Linked DNA regions of Mus musculus: region 1 is linked to region 2. Evidence: chromatin contacts called from public HiChIP or PLAC-seq data. All regions are on one chromosome and are shown on one strand. The core of a region is the stretch at or near the end of the contact, and the rest is flanking DNA. Distances in the headings are between cores, read along the strand shown. Region 1 holds the start of Dag1 (dystroglycan 1). Region 2 overlaps Bsn (bassoon).

The links. HiChIP or PLAC-seq counts read pairs in DNA pulled down with a chosen protein or histone mark.
Region 1: a contact with region 2 is called in an H3K27ac HiChIP or PLAC-seq map of extraembryonic endoderm stem cells. The contact joins the promoter of Dag1 here to the enhancer-like site in region 2. A contact is called at or near these places in 2 of 484 Hi-C or Micro-C datasets (CD4 T cells and bone marrow-derived macrophages), 4 of 115 datasets of contacts at active chromatin or transcription factors (effector CD8 T cells, embryonic stem cells and extraembryonic endoderm stem cells) and 3 of 9 other capture datasets (liver, macrophages and pancreatic islet).

What each region holds. Positions count from the first base shown.
Region 1 is chr9:108,261,615-108,265,263 of GRCm38.p6, forward strand. It overlaps Dag1 (dystroglycan 1), which reads right to left and starts at 2,201. Exons shown (of 4, transcript NM_001276482.1): 1 at 2,011-2,201.
Region 2 is chr9:108,162,421-108,166,138 of GRCm38.p6, forward strand. All of the region lies in intron 1 of Bsn (bassoon), which reads right to left. Among named protein-coding and RNA genes, the nearest start is that of Bsn, 26 kb to the right of the region's middle. Within about 2 kb of position 1,396, at least 52 of the 459 cell types and tissues checked have an H3K27ac peak or open chromatin away from gene starts, as enhancers often do. A contact at or near this core is called in bone marrow-derived macrophages and extraembryonic endoderm stem cells, where this site is marked.

The DNA of each region.
Region 1 (3,649 bases), core at 951-3,450, 100 kb after region 2:
AACAACAAAAAGTTTGGAGGTTGGTTTTGGGGGTTGAAACTTAGAACTTCACCCACGATATGCAGAATCTCTACCACATAGCTTTAAATCCCCACCCCCACCCCAATGGCTTTAAATCCTTGGTCATTCTTAGACTTTGGGCCTGAACATTCCTGACTTCAGGCTTCCCCTCCCATCAGGCTGGCCATTCACTTTGCACTACCTTTTCAGTCTCCCCTCTCAAATGGCTCGTCCTCCTTCCTCTCAGCTGGCTGACTTTACTACCAGAGGTCTGGACATCTCTGACACTCCCGACATGCCACCAACATATCTCTTTCTAAACTCGATCTAGATTATGCCACTCAAACGATTAAAAGCATTCTCAAGCTCCTGTACCCTAAGAGGTTGGAGCTCCTATGTGCAAAGAAGGCCCAGAGCTCCCACCTGTCCAGCTGGAAGACTCCCAGGCTCTATTTTAAACCATGTACATGTGGTTCCGGGTGTACAAGCCTTTATGTCCCCCAGCTAATTCCTGCTGGCCCTGAAGGCCACGCACGGCTCAGGAAGGCTCTCTTCAGGCTACCATGCAAGCAAGCATATTCTCGTCATGGGTTCTGATTCTCATTCACTGAACCCAAAATCAGTTAAGGACAAAGCAAGATGTATTACATGGGCCCCCAAGTCCTACCCAGAAGTCCCCAGGGAGTAAAGTCAAACATTTACTAAATGAATGCATCTTGTCAAATCAGGTTTTTTAGAATGATGAGGACTTGTCCGGTGACAATTTCAACAGAGGTACATATCAACAATGCTTGCACATTCCCACCCGGTGCTGCCTGCATAGTGCTACTTACTCCTACCTTCACACAGGATCCCACACGCCTTGCAACTAACTCCCTAGTGAGATCTGATTTCTCCAATAGCCCCTATGTCCTTTAAGCACGCTGACCATGTCCTTGACTTCAAGGCAAAAAGAACTTCAATTCTCCATATTTAAACCATCGATCTGTACAACCCGTTACCGTGGAATTCTTTTTCTAAACTAGAACATTCTGAAAGTATGTCTCTTGCTCATTAAGCACAATATATACTAATATGATTGCAACACCCCATCTCCATCAGATTCCAAAACATCTGGAAGCACACCCAACTCTAGCTGGAGTTATGTTCTATAAACACCACCCTCACTTCACGAGTCTGGCTTCCACGCCAAGAACTACTTCTACTCGCTTATTTAGGGAAACAGCAGGCTGGACTCTCAAGTTAGACCTCTAGGCTATAAAGGTACTGTCCCAGACTAGGCGGACCAGTCAAAACTTCGTCATCACCACGAAAACTAATCTTGATGTAATTCAACTTAACAAAAGCTTCTCAAATTGTAGAGATTAAGAGGTGTGTTTTTAATTGCCCGTTGAGTTTGTCAATAAATGAACTTGGGAGTTATAGCAAAGGACTCTGAGTCAACATGGTGTTCCCTCTGGGAACATTTTCCAAATATACTCGCAAGTGAACCTGATTTCCCAAATACCCACTGCAAAGGTAGTAAAGGAGTCTCCCACAGAAGCGCAACCGAGGGGGAGGAAAGAACCCCAAGACTCGGAGCAGCTCAAAGCAAGAGGCGGGGGCGGCGCCCTTCCCAGCCTCTGGCAGGAGCCCCACAGTAGAGATGCCTCCTAACTGGGCCGCGACCCCCACTGGCAACCCGGAGGCAGCCCGCAGGCCGCACACGCCCGCGGCCGATGCACAGGCCCCGCGTTCCCGGGAGCGCGGGCCGGGGCCGAGGCCTGGCCCGTCGCCGCGGCGCGCAGCTCCGGCCTCAGCCTTCAGCTACCGGACGGAGAGCCGAGGGGCGGCTCCGCACGGACGGCGGCGGCGCCGCCTCCTCACCCGCAAGGACGTCCGTGGCCGTGTCCCCGCCCCGGGCCGAAAGGGAGCAGCAGCAGGTGTTCCGCGGAAGGCTCGGTCGGCTGCAGCGGGGATCCCGGCCCCAGCAGGCAGGCACCGGGAGGCAGAGGCGGGAGGCGCACTCACCCAGCACCACGGGCAGGCCGCGGCAGGTGTTCGCTCCTCCGGGCCCAGGGACACCGCCGCCACTCCCCGGGGACTCCGCGCGAAGCTACCGCCGCTGCCGCCCCCGAGCCCCAGGAGCGCGAGCGCCGCGCCGCAGCCTCCGCGCGATCACGTACCGAGCGGTGAGAGGGCGCCGAGCGCGAGGGCGGGGCGCGCGGCCGGAGCCTAGCAACCGCCTGACACGCGAGTGCCGCAGCCAATCCCACGGCCGACTCGGAGCGGCGCCGACTAGCCTTCAGCGCGCGGCCCGCTTCTGCCTGCGTCGCTAGCCCCGCAGCGCGCCGCACCCGCGCACAGGCCCCGCCCCGTCCCGCACCTCTCTGCCCATTGGCCTGTCACGCCCCCGCCCCAAAAGCCACGCCCCGACGTAGAGGCCCCGCCCCCGAAGTCGACCAAGTGGGTCCCGGGACACGCCTTAGCCAGTCCGGGTAGCTGGGAGCGCTTGCTAGCTGGGGTGGGGGAGGGGCACCTTTCCCAACTTCTCCCGAAGAATAAATCGAGGTATGGACAGGCCGGCGAACCGGTCCGGCCACAACAAGCCACCACACAGCTGCCCCCTAATTTCCTTCGAGCAAAACGCAAGCGGTATCTAAACCATTCAAACACTCAGGAAGCGCCCTCCCAATTGCAAAGGAAGAGAGGCCTTGTTACCCTCTCCTTAATATGGATGGAGAAACTAAGGCCAGATCCGGGTGGGTGGGCAGGAAGGTAACCCATTTCTTTAGTGCTGGCCATACAACAGGCTTCCCCTCCCCCTCCTTGGAAAGCTAAAATCCAATGCCTCCTCTGGAGCTCAAAATAGCTCTGACCCGCTAGCACAGGTCACTCACCCCCCGGTGGCCCACATTCTTTAGATGGGTGGTTACTGCTAGAATCTGGCCTCCCCCATTTATGGAGGGTCCTAAAGTAGTTCTTAACTCTCCTGGGCTCACCAGAGGGCCCAAACTCCAGAGACTGGAGATTTAACAAGTTACTAAACCTGACAGTGCATAATACCTGTGGAAATCAGAACTGTGGTAGGCTCTGCTCCCTTCCTAACTGACCCCACACTGCTAGAAGGAATCCATTCCTCTTTGGCCTAGGGCCAGGCTGGAGTTTCAGACACAAGCTGTTATCAGTAAACTCATTCTGAATACAGACCCGGCGGCTACTCAGCCTGGGATTCCTGCCTAAAGGACGGGCAGTTCTCTTCAGAAGAGTCTAGGAGAAAAAATTTTCAGGAAGAAATGCCCTACCTCAAATACCTGTTTGCAATTTCTCAATTCTTACGTGACTAACTCATAGAGCCTAGAAAAGGAAGAGGAACTAAAATCCAGGAGAGCAAGAGCAGGCCATCCCTTGGATGTTAATAAACTGAAGAGTTAATGGCTTCTCAGATTCTGACTTTAAGACTGTACCATTTTAGAAAGGCTGAGAATGAGCTGGCCATGGTTGCTGCCGTCTGTAATCTTTACACTCATAAAGCTGCGACTTAAGGATTGCTGTAAATTGAAGGCCAGTCAAGGTCGCATAATGAGTCTCCAGGCCAGTTTGGGCTATAGAGTGATACCTTGTCTCAAAAACTAATCAAGGGCTTCAGAGATTACTTAGACAGTAAAGA
Region 2 (3,718 bases), core at 146-2,645:
GGCCCTGCCCACTATGAACAGCGCCATCTGGGGAGGCAGGAGGTCATAATCTGTGTACAAAAGTCGGCAAGGGGCTGAGAGATGGAGGTTAAGGGTACATTCTGTTCTTACAGAGGTCCTGTAAGAGATCTACAGCACACACCTCACAAACACCTGTTAACTCCAGCTTCAGATGATACAGTGTTCTCCTCTGGATTCCATAGTGATCTGCATTCACACGCACACACAGATACACAAGCATACACATACTCAAAAATAATAAAGAGAAATAAAGAGAAAACCAGTTGGTCAGATACCAGGGAGGGAGCCAGTAAGCAGCATTTCTCCATGATTTCTACTTCAGTTTCTGACTTCTCTCAGTGATAGACTGGAAATGTAAGCAGAAATAAGCCCCCTTCTCCCTATGTTGCTTCTGGTCATGGTGTTTATCACAGCAGCAGAAAAGTAGTTAATACACTCTGCAAGTGTTCCATCAACTGAAATTCATTCTGGCCCTTCCTTTTTACTTAGGATCAAAAAGGATTCTCTTTAAGTTGCTCAGGCTGCCCTTAAACCAACTCTATGGCTCAGGCAGGCCCTGAACTTGAGATCCTCCTGCCTTCGGAGTCCCAAGTATCTGGGACTATAGTCCTGACCCATCAGGGCTGGATGGGGTCAATGATATCTCAAATAACAAACACACAGACAGCTGAGCGTTGTGGCGCATACCTTTAATCCCGGCACTCAGGAGGTACAGGAAGGCAGATTTCTGGGAGTTCCAAGCCAGCCTGGATTACATAGCAAGTTCCAGGCCAGCCAGGGCAATATAGGATCCTGATTTAAAAATAATAGGACTGGAGAGATGTTCCAGCAGCTAAGAGAACATACTATTCTTGCAGGGACCCAAGGTCACTTCCTGGGACCCAGGCTGGGGAGCTCAGCTCACAACTACTGTAACTTCAGCTCCAAAGGATCAGACACCTGTGGCCTTTGCAGGCTCCTGTCTTCACACAGAACACCCCCCCCACACACACACACACAAATATGTTTGTTTACACATTATTAAGAATAAAATATTTAAAAATAAATAAATACATCAAGTAAGCTTAAAAATCTGTAGGAAAGCCGGGCATAGTGGCTCAAGCCTTTAATCCCAGCACTTGGGAGGCAGAGGCAGGCAGATTTCTAAGTTTGAGGCCAGCCTGGTCTAGAGAGTGAGTTCCAGGACAGCCAGGGCTACACGGAGAAACCCTGTCTCGAAAAAAAAATCTGTAGGGAAAAGGATAATTGTTAATGAAGTCAAAATGAAACCGTTATCTGATTAACAAGATTAACAAGAAGGCAGAACCTAAGACTTAGCAGGAAGAACATAACTGCGATCACAGATCGCCTTACAAGAAACCACAAAGGGAGAGACCGAAAGCAAAGGACACCAGCAGTCAGTCTAGTCTGCACACAAAAGCCTGAGGGAGCCACAGTGTGCAGGAGAACGTGTGACCACAAAGGCCTTTCACTTTCTTAACTGATTTGGGAAACAATCGAGTAAGATAAAACACTTATATATGTCAGGATAGTAGAATCTAGACAGAATTATATGCAACATATTGAAATACCAAAGGCACAGTAGACAAAAGGGAAACAAGCCACGGGAAACAGTGGGGAGTAGAGACAGCGATGGAAAGGCCGTTATACAACCTCCCGAGTGTGTGCCTGCCTGCTGCCCTTTATCTCTTAGCGTGTAAAGGAGAACATACGAGGTTGTCTGCAGCACAATATAAAGTGACAGCTATAACTTTATAATTATGATGTGTTTTCCATTTGTAACATGATACAGAACAATAATAGCGTAACACGGGAAGAACGCAGGTGGGTATGGAGCCAAGTGTCTACTCTCAACGTTTTTCTCGGTGCGGGATCAAACCCAAGGCCTTACACACAGTAGACAAGAACTAACACTGAGCCACATCCTTAGTCCACATCACTAAAATGAAATTAGCATAAATCTGAAGTAGATCCTGGGTCTGGCTAGGTGGCATACACCTTTAATCCCAGCACTTGGGAGTCAGAGGCAGTTGGATATCTGTAAATTCAAGGCCAGCCTAGTCTATCTAGCAGTTCCAGGCTGGCTGAAGCTATATAGTGAGACTCTATCTCAAAAACAAATTAAGTCTGAAGTAGAGGGTTTTTTGTTTGTGTACTTATTCAAAACAGGGTCTCATCGTGTAGCCCTGGCTGTCTTGGAACTCACTCTGTAGACCAGGCTGGCCTCAGACTCACAGAGATCCACCTGCCTCTGCCTCCCAAGGTCTGGAACTAAAGGTGTGTGCCACCATGCCTGGCCTGAAATAGATTCTAAAATAATAAGACGTAGATTGTAAACCCTAAATAATTTAAAAACATGCAATTACAATGTTATACTAGAAAATGTCCACTTAATACAAAGTGAGGCAATAAAAGTGGAAGAAATAGATAAGAAAGCTTGAGACACATAAAAAGCAAAAGGCAAAATGCACTGCAAATCCAACCATATCAGGAATTAGATTACATGATCTTATCCAAAGTCAGAGATCATCAAACTTGATTGAGAAAAAGAGATACAAGTATTATCCACGAGAGACATTTTTAGATGCAAAGAAAAAAACCCAAAAAACAACAACAAAAAAAAAACCAAACAGGTTGAAGATTTTTTGTTGTTGTTGAGATGAAGCCTTGCTCTCTGTCTCTGGTTGGCCTAGAACTCACATCTAGGCCAGATTCTCCTTGAACTTGTGAGAGATCCCTCTGACTCAGCCTCCCAAGCAGAATTATTACTTAATGGGAAAAAACCGTCAAGTGACCACCTGTCCGAGAGCGGGGAGAGGGGTGGGGGAGGGGTGCCGCAGGGCGGGGGCGGGGCGGCTATGCTGATGTGCGATGACATCAGACTTCAGAGGCATGCTGGGAAGTGAAGGCCTCCAGTCCCAGCAACTCCCTGGCTAAGCCTGGAGGAGTCTAAGCACAGCAGCTTGAAGGTAGCCTGAACATTGAAAGCCTTTGTCTCTTTAAGGAGGGGAGGGGAGGAGCTGACTGAAGATAAAGGCTAACAAAGGGGCTATGGAACTAGAAAGCTACAACTATTATAAGTGTATATATGCCTAACAACCAGGCCCCAAAATACATAAGGCAACTAAGTTAAAAAAAGAAAGCAGGCAGTTCAACTCTAATAGTTGGGGACTTCAATTCCTTACAGGAACAAATAGAACAACACTGTACAAGATTAAAGACTTGACAATCACTACACCTAACTAAAACTAATAGCCATCTGGGAAACACTCCACCCAATATCCGCATGCACACTCAAGTGCGAGTGGACCAGTGTTCCCAGACCATAGCCCAGACACACGGTAAACGCCATCAATTTTAAAGTATTCAAGTCATAATAAGGATGTTCTTTGAACACACTATAATTAAATTAGCAACAGAACTGGCAACGGAACAAGTTTGTAAAATTCACAACTAAATGTAAATTGAACCACAGTCCTAAATATGCAATAAATCTGAGAAAAACAATCCCTAAGGAAATATTTCAAAGTACTCTTTTTGTTTTTCAAGACAGGATTTCTCTGTGTAACAGCCCTGGCTGCCCAGGAACTTGTTTTATAGACCAGGCTGGCCTCGAACTCACAGAGATCGGCCTGCCTCTGCCTCCAAAGCACTGGGACTAAAGGCGTGCACCAACACACCCTGCTCAAAATACTTT